Regions from separate parts of the Mus musculus genome. Here regions 2 and 3 are each linked to region 1. A link is a contact called in public Hi-C data. All regions are on one chromosome and are shown on one strand. The core of a region is the stretch at or near the end of the contact, and the rest is flanking DNA. Distances in the headings are between cores, read along the strand shown.

Region 1 (4,762 bases), core at 984-3,483:
TAGTCATGTGGTAAAAGGAAAGAAGTGGCCAATAGAAATATCTTTTGGAAAATGATATAATGATTTCTTTAAGTGCATACATCCATTGTAACAATTACATCCATCCACAGGAGAGTAGCATACCACTAGTTTATCTATCTGTGTTTTTTGGAGTAAAAAATGGCTGGCTTAGAAACTTCAATTCTGCTAGTAGATGTTGAGGAGACAAATTTGGTGGTTGGATCTCCCTAATTTTGAATGCAGGCTTAGCATTTAAAGGTTAAATTTATACTTAACCTATGTACTGTTTCCATTTAAAATGAGGATAATAACTTTTACCTTATGGAATTGATGGATAAATTGCCTGATAATAAATGCATCATATGGACCAGGCATTATGCTAAGATATTAATAGATTAATTTTCATAACTCTAGCTGATAATTAACATAAAGGATTTATGATAGTATCTGCCATATAGTAGAGTTCAGTTAATTAATGTGATAATATAAGATAATTGTTAATTTACTTTAAATACTGTCAGGTTAGGAATATATTTCAGTTGGTAAAGTGCTGGCCCAGCACTGAAGACAATTGGCTGTGGTGCTACACACTTGTAATTCCAAAATGCAGAACCTGGGAGAAAGAGGCAGGAGGGTCAGAAGTACAAGGTCATCTTTGGTTACAAAGCAAGTTTAAAGCCAGCCTGGACTACATGAAATCTTGACTCAAAAATCAATCAACCAACCAATCAAAGCAATCAATTAAAAAATGAACTGACCATTACAAGATCACGCACTCACATGTAAAATTCAAATTAGTATTCATTAAAACTGAAGGGTCAATTTCTCAATTTTACTAATTACTTCATAATTCAGGGGGATTTTTTGTGTTCTTTTGGTTTGGTTTGGTTCAGTATTTTTTTTTTATTCTGTGATAGGAATTGAGCCTGCATCTCTCCTACTGAGTAACATCCCCAGGCATCAGGATCTCCAACTGTAGCCAGGAATTTTTCTTTATAGATCTTTGTTCTAGTTCCCAATTCTCTTTTTCTCTATTGCTTTTATGGGATGGCTTACAGCTCATAACAAGCTAATTCTATGACACAGAGAAAACTAACTCTACAAGCACTAAATCAAGGAAAATGACTTTATTTATATAATGAATTTCTAGGCACTATCAATTCTCATGTACTGTCAAACTCTGGCATGATCTAGTTGGACTCTCCCAAGATCTTACTCATGAGTCCATGAGCTCTCAAGAGCCTACTATGTGCTAGGAACTATTAATGAGAGGATAAAATATAAAACCTAGAGACTTAAAATTTTAAGTTGAAGAGTGATGATAAAATTTGTGCATATAAGTAACTGAGGATCCCAGCATTTGTAAGTGAAAATCATACTGTACTGGAGTGCACATACTGGGGTGTGTGGTTCTTGGTTTCTAGCCAGTTTCCCTGTTTTACTCCAGTATGTACATACTCTAGTATATAAGAGTCCTCTGTGACTCTTCAGATAAAGTCTTCAGTGGTTATTTCAGGACCACACACTGTCTAGCTAAAACCTCTTTTAAATTAAAACCAAATTTAAATTTGTAAAAAAAAAATTCTGCTTTCTATATACACATTTAATATGACCTTTTTCTCCATTCTGACTCTTGTGTTGATGTCTTTAAGCACAGTTCAATGCACTACACCATGACCCAGTTACAAGTTGAGAAATGCCTGGCCCGGGTCATCAAGGCTGGCTTCTGCAAATGATCAATACCCAGGATCATGAGGCACAGGCGTGCAGTCGGTTCAATGTGGAGTTAATGACCCGTCCCCAGCAGAAAGCATCTTGTTGCCAGATATCTGCTGTGCTTTTGTTTCCACATGGGAAAAGCAAGCAAGGAGTAATCTATGTAATTCTCATCTTGCTTAAAAGCAACATCTGTAGGAGACCCAAGTGTGCTCCTGGCTGAGTTCACCAATATAAAAGCCTGTGCCTCCTCAGCTCTTCTCCCATTAAAAAAATCAATATGAACTATTATGGAAGACTCTCAAAGAACACAGGGACCATTCACCGGCTTCAAATGTTTATCACTCCCATTATTATATCAGAGATTTCCCAGCAGAAATCTTTCTCGATTCCCTATATGGTAAGGAAAGAGCACTGCTTCCCTAAGCGAAGCTATTAAAAGAGAGCTGGACTTAGTAGCAGGAGAATAGAAACAAAACAAAACTCCTGTCCTTAAAAACACATGACTCATCCATCCAGTGTTGGCTCATATCTGTACCAGCTGCCTTTTCTCTTCCTGCTGCCCCAGTTACACATATCACCCATGCACTCTGTACAAAAACACTGAAACACAGTTGCATTGGATCAGATACAGCTAAGTGGAAGATGATAGATAGATAGATAGATAGATAGATAGATAGATAGATAGATAGGTGGCTTTGTATTTTATTGTATTATAAAGACTCAAAGACTCCTTTCAAAGGAATAGGACAGGAAACGAGACTTGTTACATATATTCAGTCATATGATGGAAAGAGAGTTGGACTCATCGGTTTTGTCATAGTATGCATGTGTCAGCAGATAGATAGATAGATAGATAGATAGATAGATAGATAGATAATAGATAGATAGATAGATAGATAGATGATAAAAATATATAAATTGGCAGAGGAGAAAGTAAGTATACTATGTGACCCAATAAAAATATTTGACAGAGTCCTGAACAAGCTATTGTGAGTCCAGAGAGACTAGAATGTAATTCAGACTCCACAGAACTCTGTTCTTAGCAAATAAATGTTCATGCAGTGGTTAAAACAAGAATCTTTCTCAGTCAGTCCATAGACATCTCTGAAACATCCAGTGCTAGACAAGAAAAAAGCTAATCTAGATTCTACTTGCCATAGGAAATGTGTAGCTCTAGAGCTGAGTTTTGTTATTTAGTAGTATTAAGTTTGCCATAGTGAGGCTTTAAAACATAATAATACTTAGTGTTTCTCTAATCATTTATTCATTCACCTATGCAGTCATTATGCACTAGATGTTCAATAGATTCCACTTGCTAAAAAAGCACCATGCTAGTGCTTAAACAATTTCAATACAAAGTAAAGGTCCAGTTGTCTTCTCAAGGAACTTCATATCTGACATGAACAAAAATGATCAAAACTGGAAGATAGGACTTTAAAAGTGGTCAAAGTAAGATAAAGACTTCCAATAGTCAAGAAAGGAAAAGAAAAGGTATTCTTAGCCAGGATATATATACATAGTTATATAGTTATATAATTATGTAGTTATATATAGTTTGAGAGAGAGTTATATATAGTTATATAGTTTTATAGTTGTTGAAGAATTAACTAGATCATATATATATTTATATATATATGACTGATAAGAGTTTCCAAGTTTTACATTATGAAGGAGTGTAAAGACAGAGTACAGACACCACTGAGTAGTGCATAGGGAGATGAAAAAATGACCAAGTGTTTGTAGTGAAGAGAGTACCATCATTTTGCTCAGATTTTGGGCTCACAATTCAGAAGTTATGACAGTAATTTATTTCCACCATCAGGTGTAAAGAAAAGTTAGCGAAACCATTTAGGCATCATATAGATGTAAATTGCTGTGATAATGCCTGCAGTGAAGGCTGGGAAGGAATGTAGCAGGCTGCTAAGTGTTTTTAATGAAATTAATAACTGCTGTAGAGAATCAGAAAAAAAAGAGAAAATGAAACATGGCTTTCTTCCTGGTTGGGTATTGACACCACTGTAAATCAAGATAAGAAGCAGGGATGAGGAGAAAAGCCAGGAGTGAGGAGAATTTGCTCGTTTTAAACCATGGTTCCAAGAACTGGATTCAGGTGGTCGGCTTGGACATAAGCACCTGTACCTGATGAATCATCTCCCTGGCCCGGAATTGCTCACGTTTACAAACAGCAAAGTTAAGATGCCAGGAATAACCCAGGAGGGCAGGCAGGAGACTCATCTCTAGGACTGGCAGTGTTGGCTTGGTCGCACTTACTTGTGCTAATGACTCCTCAGGCCACATCTGCAACTGTGGCTTTCAACTGTCACATCTCTCAATGTATCCAACCATTTAGACAAATTCTCTCTGTCTCTGTCTCTGTCTCTCTCTCTCTCTCTCTCTCTCTCTCTCTCTCTCTCTCTCTCTGTGTGTGTTTATATACATATATTCCATATCTATCTCTAGCTCTATATCATCTCTGTCTCTATCTCTATCTCCATCATCTACCTATAGGGATGTATGTATAAAGTTAATAGTTGTTTTGGCATTTGATCCCTTGGAGCAGGAGTGACAATAGATTGTGCCAGTAGATATGGGTGCTAGCAACTGATCTCAGATCCTCTGCAAGAGCAGCACAAGCTCTTACTAGTGAGTGATCGCTCCAACCCCACCTATGTATATTTAAACCCAATATTGTCTCCATTGCACACCACATTCTAGTCCAGCCTCTTCTTTGGCTTCGTGTACCCTATCTTTAATACCAACCATGGTGAACTGTCTTAGTTGTGGTACATGCTGAATAGTACTCTCTTGATTTTAGAATATGTGTTTTAAATCTTTACTATTGCTGAAATGTTTTACTTTGCCTCTGTTTTCTGGCACTCAGACACATAATATTCTGTGTTCTGGTAGATTCACAGGGATTCTTTCTTTTAGCACATCGAGAACACTGTGGTCTCTTCTGGGCGTGTGACCTCAAGCCTTACTGGGCTTACAGTGGCAATAATAGTTGCAAAATCACTTGTTTCCTACAGGAATTACCTATGAC
Region 2 (4,762 bases), core at 1,375-3,874, 700 kb after region 1:
TGGCTTCAATCTTCAGCACTGCCAAAGATTTTTTTTTAATGATTTATGTATTTATTATATGTAAATACACTGTAGCTGTCTTCAGACACACCAGAAAAAGGCATCCAATCTCATGACAGATGGCTATAAGCCACCCTGTGGTTGCTGGGATTTGAACTCAGGGCCTCTGGAAGAACAGTCAGTGCTCTTCACCACTGAGCCATCTTACCAGCCCAGATATTTTTATTTTTACACAAAATAAACCATAAAGTTTTCTGAAACCTTGGGAGGTTTTAAGTATACTGATAATGCCATCACAAATCTCCTTTAAAATGACGATGATTTTGATTTTAGGAGCTGGAACGAGCCTGGAGAGAATATGACAAGTTGGAATATGATGTGACTGTTACCAGGGACCAGATGCAGGGTCAGCTCGACCGCCTTGGAGAAGTGCAGGTAGGAAAGGCTTGTAGTCTACCTCTGTAGCCTTCCCAGGCTCAGGCTGTTGGCCTCTGCGGATACACAGTGGAGTGTCTTCAGTGACAGGACTCTCACTCTCCCACCATGTTCCCCGTCTCCTCTATAAAACCTTTGCATCTTACGGGACCCTGGTGAACCCTGAAGCATTTGTGCTTCTTTGTGTTTAGTGCAGTTCCCTCAGCGCTCTCAGTACTTAGCTCTCTCTCAGTACTGTGTGCTCAGTCCTTAGCTCAACTCTCAGCACTTACTATAAATTAGGTTCAGATTCTTCGCATGTCATTCTGTGACTGCTAACACACAGTTGTTTATTATATGCACTATTTTTTTCCTCTAATAGTATCTTACTTGTAGCTCTTGCATACTAAGGTAATAAATATGCCCATCAGACCTAGTTGTCAGATAATATTTATTTTTAAATATAATATTCTTCTTGGGACTAGAGCACTTAAGAGCACTTGCTGCCCTTCCAGAGACCCCGTATTGAAGAGCTCACAACCACTTATAACGCTAAGTCCAGGGGATCCATTCCTGTCCTTCAGCCTCTGAGGTTCCCCACATACGTGGCACACACTGTCTCGCTGTTTGTTCTATTACTGCTACAAGGAGACACTGTGACCAAGGCAAACTATTCTAAAAAGAAAGTATTTAACTGGGGGCTTGCTTACAGTTTCAGATGGTTAGTCCCTGACAGCCACAGGCAGAAAAGAGACACTGAGCCCGCTGTGGCCCTTGAAACCCCACAGCCCACCCACAATGACACACCTCCTCCAACAAGGACACACCCCCTCAGCCTTCCCAAGCAGTTTGATTCTCTGGTGATTAAGCATTCAAATATATGAGCTTATGTTGGCCATTTTCATTCAAACCACCACCATACACACCCACACAAAATATAACTAAACCTTAAAACATGAAACTTGTACAAATTTTAGGTTGCCAAAAACATGTATCTGTACAGACTTTATACTCTACAGGCATGCAAGTTTCTGGCTTGCATGGTTAATCTTCTCTCCCTGTCTGTCGTTTTTCTCCTGAGCTTTCACTCCTGAGTCCTTCTGTGTGCTTTGTAATACTTGAGGCATTGACAGGTTTCAGGCAAATAGACACTGAGAACAGACCTGTAACCAGGAAGGATGGTAAACAGCTGCAGTCCCAGAGTTCAGCAGGCAGGCAGAGCCAGAGCTTAGGCTCCAAACAGTTCCAGGCCAGCAGGGCTGCTTAGTGAGATACTCCCTGTCTGAGTTTGGGTTTTATTGCTGTGAAGAGACACCATGGCCAAGGCAGCTCTTATGAAGGACATCATTTAATTGGGGTTTACATTTCAGAGTTCAGTACATTATCATGGCAGGAAACAAGGCAGGGTGCAAGCCAACTTGATGCTGGAGAAGGTGCTGAGAGTTCTATATCTTGATCTGAAGGCAGCCAGGAGAGACTGAATTCTGCAGACAGTCAGGAGGGGACTCTCTTCCTCACTGGTCAGAACTTGAGCACTAAGAGCCATCAGAGCCCACAACAGTGACACACTTCCTCAACAAGTTAGAGGACTTATGTTATTGTGGGTGGGCTTTGGGGCTTCAAAAGCCACAGCGGGGGCTGGAGAGAAGACTCTGGTTAAGAGCACTGGCTGCTCTTCCAGAGGTCCTGAGTTCAACTCCCAGCAACCACATGGTGGCTCACAACCATCTATAATGGGATTTGATGCTCTCTTCTAGTCTGTCTGAAGACAGCGCCAGTGTACCCACATCCATGAGATAAATAAATATAAAAAAAGAAGCAGCAGCAGCAGCCACAGCAGGCTCAGTGTGACTGTCAGGCACTACTTCAGCACTGTGCCTGTCTGTATCCAGCCATGATAGTCAGGGACTAACCATCGGAAACTGTAAGCAAGTCCCCAGTCAAGTACTTTCTTTTTAGAAGAGTTTGCCCCCCAAAGCAAGCCACCAGGCAGCATTGGTTCTCACCACCCAGCGCTCAGGAGGCAGAGGTAGGTGGATCTCTGTGAGTTTTGGGTTTGGGGTCAGCCGGAGTTACACAGAGAAACCCTGTCTCAGAAAAAAATAAGATAGGAAGAGTTTGGCTGTGGCCATGGTGTTCCCTCTCTCACAGCAACAGGACATTGTATGTGGACAGTGTGTGCCACATGTGTGGATACCTCAGAGGTCATGGACCCTGGACTTTGTGTAACAGGTGGTTGTGAGCTACTAACGTGTGGTTTTTGGAAGGACAGCAAGCTCTCTTAAGTGCTAAGCTATCATTCCAGCCCCAAGACAAATGGATTTCCCTGCAAGGGTCATATAAGTATAACAGAGTCTTGAAACTGTGTGGTTTTAACTTAAAGCATGATACAAAATGTTTAAATAAGAAAGCATGATACAGAATGTAGGCCAGGTAGTGGTGGCGCACACCTTTAATCCCAGCACTTGGGAGGCAGAGGCAAGAGGATTTCTGAGTTCGAGACCAGCCTGGTCTACAAAGTGAGTTCCAGGACAGCCAGGGCTACACAGAGAAACCCTGTCTTGAAAAACCAAAAAAAAAAAAAAAAAGAAGAAGAAGAAGAAGAAGAAAGTGAATGTACCAGAATAGAGTAAAAGTGGCTGGGATGAAATGTTTGTATTGGAAACACACTTACTTACTTCCGTCAATCAAGTGGGGATTGTTTGTTTTTTTTTTTTTGTTTTGTTTTTTTTAGAATTAATTGTTTTTATTAGGTATTTTCCTCATTTACATTTCCAATGCTATCCAAAAAGTCCCCAACACACTCCCCCCCCCACTCCCCCACCCACCCACTCCCACTCCTTGGCCCTGGCGTTCCCCTGTACTGGGGCATATAAAGTTTGCAAGTCCAATGGGCCTCTCTTTGCAGTGATGGCCGACTAGGCCATCTTTTGATACATATGCAGCTAGAGTCAAGAGCTCCGAGGTACTGGTTAGTTCATAATGTTGTTCCACCTATAGGGTTGCAGATCCCTTTAGCTCCTTGGTTACTTTCTCTAGCTCCTCCATTGAGGGCCCTGTGACCCATCCAATAGCTGACTGTGAGCATCCACTTCTGTGTTTGCTAGGCCCCGGCATAGTCTCACAAGAGACAGCTACATCTGGGTCCTTTCGATAAAATCTTGCTAGTGTATGCAATGGTGTCAGCGTTTGGAAGCTGATTATGGGGGATTGTTTTTTATGTTTTAGAATTTAGGAAGTAGTGCAGGAGCCCTGATCCTCAGAACATGTCCCATGCCTGTCAGTGAACCATGAAACCACAAGTAATACAGTGCCTTCCCTCCCTGTACAGGAAGGTTGGGAGGAGGTGATGGGGCATAAGTGTCCTCAGCTCTGCTCCTGGGCTGCGCACGCCCACGCCTGCAGCAGCAGCTGTAACTGAGCAGCAGTTACACGGTAGTGACTCTTTCTTAAATCCAGCGCTGCTGCTGTGCGAGAGCCTTGTGCATGCAGGACAAATGACTTCCTGCCACTGATCTGCAGCCCACCGTTGGCTTGGCTGTATGTGAAACCAGAGAAAGTGATCTGTAGCCGAGGTAGCCCATGGAGAACTCCTTGGCTTTCCTTCTCTTCTCCCGAGCTCGGGCCAGCCTCCAGGCCTTCCTGCCGTGATGGACATGCACAGCTTTACTGGTTTTTGTTTGTTTGTTTGTTTGGGGGTTTTTTGGGATTTTTTGTTTTGTTTTTTGAGACAGGGTTTCTCTGTATAGCCCTGGCTGTCCTGGAGCTCACTTTGTAGACCAGGCTGGCCTTGAACTCAGAAATCAGCCTACCTCTGCCTCCTGAGTGCTGGGATTAAAGGTGTGCACTACCACGCCTGGCACAGCTTTACTGTTTGCCTCGTGTGTGTTACGCTAAATACCCTGGGACTTAGCCCTCGGCCGCTCTAATTGTTTATTTATGACTAGTAGAACTTATAAGGTTGACGGTTTTCGTAAGTTGTTATTGAGTTAGTTATTTTCCTGTTGCTGTCATAGAAAACCCTAACAAAAAGCAACTTAGTGGAGAAAGGGTTTCTTCTGGCCCTCTGCCTTGGTTCCATCACGGCAGGAAGGCCTGGAGGCTGGCCAGAGCTCGGGAGGGAGAGAACGAGGACGGGCCCAGCTGTAAAGCATCAACGCTCCCACCCAGTGTGGACTGCCTTTATCAAGGCCCCGCCAGCAGACACCCAGGGTTCAAATGCATGAGTCCACGGGCCTGCCCCACGCAAGCACTACAGTGATCTGTCGTCTTTGCTGATAGAGTGAGTCGGCAGGAATTCAACGGGCACAGATTCAAAAGGAGCTCTGGAGAATTCAAGATGTCATGG
Region 3 (4,762 bases), core at 1,432-3,931, 670 kb after region 1:
CAAATGATAGGCAGAAGCTGGGGGAAGAGTTGAGTTTTAGGAAGAGATGAGGCCTTCACCCTTCTGCCTTTACCTCTCCTCCTAGAATTCAGAACCGTGATGAACCAGTGTGAATTTGTCTCTAGCCTTAATCTCTCTTTCATTAGCAGCTTCTGCATCCCCGTGGACTGAAGGATCTCTGAGGACAAGAAACCTGGGAACCAGGTGTGGTAGCACACACCTGTAACTCCGAGATTTGGGAATAGAGGCAGGGGGATCAGGAGTTCAAGTCCAGCCAGAGCTACACAGTGAAACCTCGTCTCACAATAAAACCATGAGATCACTGTGGGACCAGAGTGTGCCTAGAGTGCCTTGGGTTTGATTTCTAGCACTACAAAATAGGGAAAGGAAGAGAGGAGAAGGTCTGGCCCTGTGCCTGTGAGTCCAACTTCAGAGGGCAGTCCACCCTTGAGCACGGTGTATCTAAAGTGGTTAAAAGTATGAAAGTGAATACATTTACTCCATGGGAGACTAGAACAAAGGAGAGTTCTAAGGAAAGTGCCAGGTGCGATGGTCCATGCCTCTCTAATCCTAACACTCCTGTGGTTGAGCCTGAAGACTGAGAGTCGGAGGCCAGCCACAGAGTAAGACCCTGTCCTCATTTTAATAAAAGGAGAGGGGACCTAAGAGAACAGACATTTGAGAAATAAGAAATGGCAGAATTTGCAAAGATTATAAGGAATATATGCTGAGAAGTAGATACATTTCAGAAAACTTGTTTTGTTTTGTTTTGGGAGAGGTTGGCTGGCCTAGAATATGATATGTAGACCAGGTTAGCCTCAAACTCACTCTGCCTTATAAGTGCTGGAGTAGAGTTGTACCCCACCGCATCCGGCACACGCGAGTGAGTGCGTGCGTGTGTGCACACACACACACACAGACAGATGTTTATTTTATGTGTGTGAATGTTTTACTAGTATGTATATTTGTACATTGTGAACATCCTGATGCCTGCAGAGGCCAGAAGATATCTGTGTTCCCTCTGTGGTCATGAACAACCAATGCTCTTAAGCACAGAGCTGTCTCTACAGCCCCTCAAAACGCAAAGCATAAGCCAGGCGTGGTGCTGCACCCTTGAAATCTCAGCACTCTGGAGGCTGAGACCAATGCCAGCCTAGGTTATTTCATAGTTAGTAGTAGGCCAGCCAGTACTACATAGTGAGACCCATTTGAAAACACTCAAACAGTAAATTAAAATTTTAAAGTAAATTTTACAGCTAGGGACAGAATGCAGTGGTAGAGCACTTGCCTGGTGTGCACAAGGCATGGAGTTGATCCTAACCCTCCCGAGTCAACAGATTTTACATTTCTATAAGTTTTTTTTTGTTCAAATTCATAAAATTCGTTGTAATTTTTTTTTTGGTGGGGGATGGGAGGTGGTGGTTAGCTTGAGACAGGGTTTCTCTGTGTAGCCCTGGCTGTCCTGGAACTTTCTGTAGATGAGGCTAGATTCAAACTCAGAGATCTGTCTGCTTCTGTCCTGAGTGCTGGGATTAAAGGCATGCACCACCACTGTCTGGCTCCAAATTTTTCTTAAAGCAAGAGTTCTTTGAGAAAGTATGTTTTAATTTAAATGGACTTTCCAAGTTACCTTAGGTGCTTTATATTGATAATGTCGCCATGGTATAGTGTGTAGCCATTTCCATGCAGGTCTCTATGTAGTGGAACTGTTACTGTAACGTGTAAGTCCCAGAGCACGTTGTTCTTCAGTTCACTGCAGAAGCTTGTGAGACATGGGGGTGTGTTCCAGCTCTGCTCAGGTACAGTGCCGGCCTGCAGTATCAGAAGCTTCAGGAGGGTGGCTCTAAAGCCTTGGTAGGCTGGCCTTGGTAGCTCTCCCGAGGCTGCAAGCGCACCCCCCTGTGAGGTGCTGCTCACTGTCTCCCACATCCTGTGTGTTCCCTTTCAGGGTTTGCACAAGAGAGAGTTGTGAATAAGGCTGACTTTACCGGATACATTGTAGAGACGTCTGTACAACATAGTGATTGAGTTGTAAAGTACTTGAAAATTGGGAAAACACTGTTCGTTTTTGAAACAGGATCTCACCATGTGGTTCTGACTGGCTTGACCAGGAACTCCTAGATGCCCCTGTCTCTGCCTCAGTATTGCTGTACCTCTGTATCTGGCCTCCAAGACGGTGTCAGAATTGCAAGGTACATGCAGAAATACACACACACACACACACACACACACACACACACACTGACTAGTTTGATGTAGCATTCCCACGGTGTGTGTTGGTTCGTGTCATACACTGTCTGATTGACTTTCACACGGACCACAGTCCTAGGTAAGCAGATTACGTACCGACTGGATGAGAAATAGAGTTTAACTCTTGGACAGCCGGCTGATATACTCTCAGCAGGAAACAAATCAGTGCCTTTGATTAGACAGAAACCAGGAAGCAGCTCTGAGGGCAAAAAGGTTTGGAGGACTAAAGGTCACATTCAGACTGGAGGGTGGCCAAGTTGCTTCCTCTCTATTTAAATCTCAAATAAAACATTTTCTTCTTTAGTTTAAAAGTGTAGAGAGGGTAGCAGACATCGGGGACTTACGTTTTCCTGTGTGGTGTCAGTGAGGTTGAGCAGCCCCTGCACGGACTTTGTCCTTTTCTTCTGTGGGCAGCCTCCCGAAGGCTGGACTGATGGCTCGGACAAGGGTTCTGTCTGCAGGTTCACAGGTTCACAGTGTTGTCGTTCCCCTGGGTACTTGAAGTGTCACATTCTTTGCAGATGGCTCATGGCCTCTTTGAATCTTGGAAAAGTATCATGTACTGTTGTAAATCAACCTTCCCAAAAAACATTTGCAAACTTGTACTGGTAAAAAGAAGCATTGTAATCCATGAAATAACTGATTTCTTCTTCTTTATGAAAGGCTTGCTTTAATTACTGAGACCCTAGTAGGCAGCAGGGGTGGTTAACGTTGGTAGGTCCCTGTATTGAGAGGAACAGAGCTGCAGAGTGTCTGAGTAGCCGAGCCTTGATTGGCCCCAGGGCAGATCATAGGCAGCAGCTGCTGAGTGGGCTCCCTGTGCTTGCCTCTTATGCTTTCTGCTTCACACTAAATCACACTTGGCTGAATTTACATTTCGTTAGGACAGCAATCAATGGAATATTTTATACCTCTGAAAAGCAGGTCTCCTAAAGCTAGACCATGTATGAGACCACAAAAAAAATGAATTTACTTGTTAATAACCGTTTTTCTATTAGAAGTCCCCCAAAGTTTCAAAGAGGGCGGAACCTTTCAAACTCGTGTCCATAGCCAGGCTGATGGGAACACTGCGGGTAATAGCACAGGAGGGCGTGGCAGTTGGAGCAGATACAGCGGCTCACATGCCAGTGATGCTTCAGAGACTGACAAGTGCTGTCACTGCACATTGTGCTTTGCACTATTAGTCGTCTGGGGTATTTTAGTCTGGCGATTCATGTGCCTTCTCATGCTGATACAGTTCCATGGTGGCATTCTGTACTTCTGTACCTTCTTAAGGAAGGCATGGTGGTTAAGTTGAGATGGACACTCAAGTGCCAGAGTGGAGTCTTGGATGGAATCAACTTCCCCCGGCTGCCATACCTGAAGAGATGGGTGTGGGGCTGCCAGCTCTTCATTTGTGACCCTGATCTCTGTCTTTTGTCTTATCAAAGAGAGGAGGGAGGGAAGTCTAATTGGGGCCCGAGGGTTGCAACAGGAGAGAAAGCCACAACTGATTGAACTCTGGTCTAGTCACATGACACTGTGCCTCTCTCCACTCCCAGAGTTGGTTGCTCGATGATTGGCCTTAGGGGGTGGGGCCACTGACAGCATTGCAAGAGCCTGAAAGAGGAGCCAGAATGATGGAGGAGATGTTTACTCTTCAGGAGAGATGACTGAAGGGATCAGACTGTTTGAATAGTAATGAGTAATGTGACCTTAGGCTCTAGACAGCTTGGCAATAAGCTCTCTTGTAGTCTAGAAAGCACAGTGGCTAGAGAGGACTCGTGTGACTACCAGACAGTGGGGACACAAGGCACCCACAGCCTTTTGAGCTCACTGCTTCCTAAGCTCTCTGTCTTCCTTATGCTTACTTCTGTTTTTTATTTTCATTTTGGGTATGAATATCATGGGTGTTGGGCCTGGGGTTGGGGGTGCCCAAGAGGCCGAAAGCTGAGGTGGATGTGAGTCACCTCATGTGGATACTGGAAGAGCAGCAAGCATTCCGCTGCTGAGTCATCTCTCCAGCCCCTGATGGCTTTAGTTTCAATTAATTCATTATAATAGAGAAATAATTTCATGCACAGCACACATGTCTTTAGCAGATGTTTTTTAAAAGAAGGAATTTTTTTTTCATTTATATATAAATGTCTGGAAATTGTTACAAGTAGGCATTTTCATTCACAAACTCTTATTATGATGCCAGACATTAAAAGAATATGGATATGATAACCTGGGTAGCCTGGAGCTTGCTATGCAGACCGCACTGGCCTTGAACTCACAGAGATCCAACTGCCTGTATTCCCCCCGCCCAAGTCCTGGGGTTGCAGGTGTGCGTGCCTTCCTTCTCTGCCTTTCCCTCTGCATTGCAGTATTTTCCATAATCACAAAGAGAAGGTATATCCCTCCAAAAGAGAACTTCTCACTGAATAACAATAATATAATTTTACATACCAGTAAGAACTAACTAACTGTAGTGTATGTGCCTCATAGCCAAGTGTGCACCCAGTCGTTACATGTGGTCCCAGTCATATCT

What was found. Hi-C and Micro-C count contacts between places; a contact is called where the count stands out from the background.
Region 2: a Hi-C map of liver shows a contact between it and region 1, with 4 times the contacts expected there. The contact joins two enhancer-like sites. A contact is called at or near these places in 3 of 484 Hi-C or Micro-C datasets (liver and uterus).
Region 3: a contact with region 1 is called in a Hi-C map of liver, with 3 times the contacts expected there. The contact joins two enhancer-like sites. A contact is called at or near these places in 1 of 39 promoter capture datasets (hippocampal neurons), 9 of 484 Hi-C or Micro-C datasets (cardiomyocytes, cerebellar granule neurons, cerebellum and 5 more), 3 of 115 datasets of contacts at active chromatin or transcription factors (embryonic fibroblasts, fibro-adipogenic progenitors and heart atrium) and 1 of 9 other capture datasets (adipose tissue).

What each region holds. Positions count from the first base shown.
Region 1 is chr6:139,876,243-139,881,004 of GRCm38.p6, forward strand. The region is part of intron 26 of Pik3c2g (phosphatidylinositol-4-phosphate 3-kinase catalytic subunit type 2 gamma); the gene reads left to right. Among named protein-coding and RNA genes, the nearest start is that of Plcz1, 160 kb to the right of the region's middle. Within about 2 kb of position 2,234, at least 40 of the 459 cell types and tissues checked have an H3K27ac peak or open chromatin away from gene starts, as enhancers often do. A contact at or near this core is called in fibro-adipogenic progenitors and liver, where this site is marked.
Region 2 is chr6:140,572,532-140,577,293 of GRCm38.p6, forward strand. It overlaps Plekha5 (pleckstrin homology domain containing, family A member 5), which reads left to right. Exons shown (of 31, transcript NM_144920.3): 21 at 334-435; 22 at 4,696-4,762. Among named protein-coding and RNA genes, the nearest start is that of Aebp2, 49 kb to the right of the region's middle. Within about 2 kb of position 2,625, at least 21 of the 459 cell types and tissues checked have an H3K27ac peak or open chromatin away from gene starts, as enhancers often do. A contact at or near this core is called in liver, where this site is marked.
Region 3 is chr6:140,544,385-140,549,146 of GRCm38.p6, forward strand. The region is part of intron 11 of Plekha5 (pleckstrin homology domain containing, family A member 5); the gene reads left to right. Among named protein-coding and RNA genes, the nearest start is that of Aebp2, 77 kb to the right of the region's middle. Within about 2 kb of position 2,682, at least 145 of the 459 cell types and tissues checked have an H3K27ac peak or open chromatin away from gene starts, as enhancers often do. A contact at or near this core is called in fibro-adipogenic progenitors and liver, where this site is marked.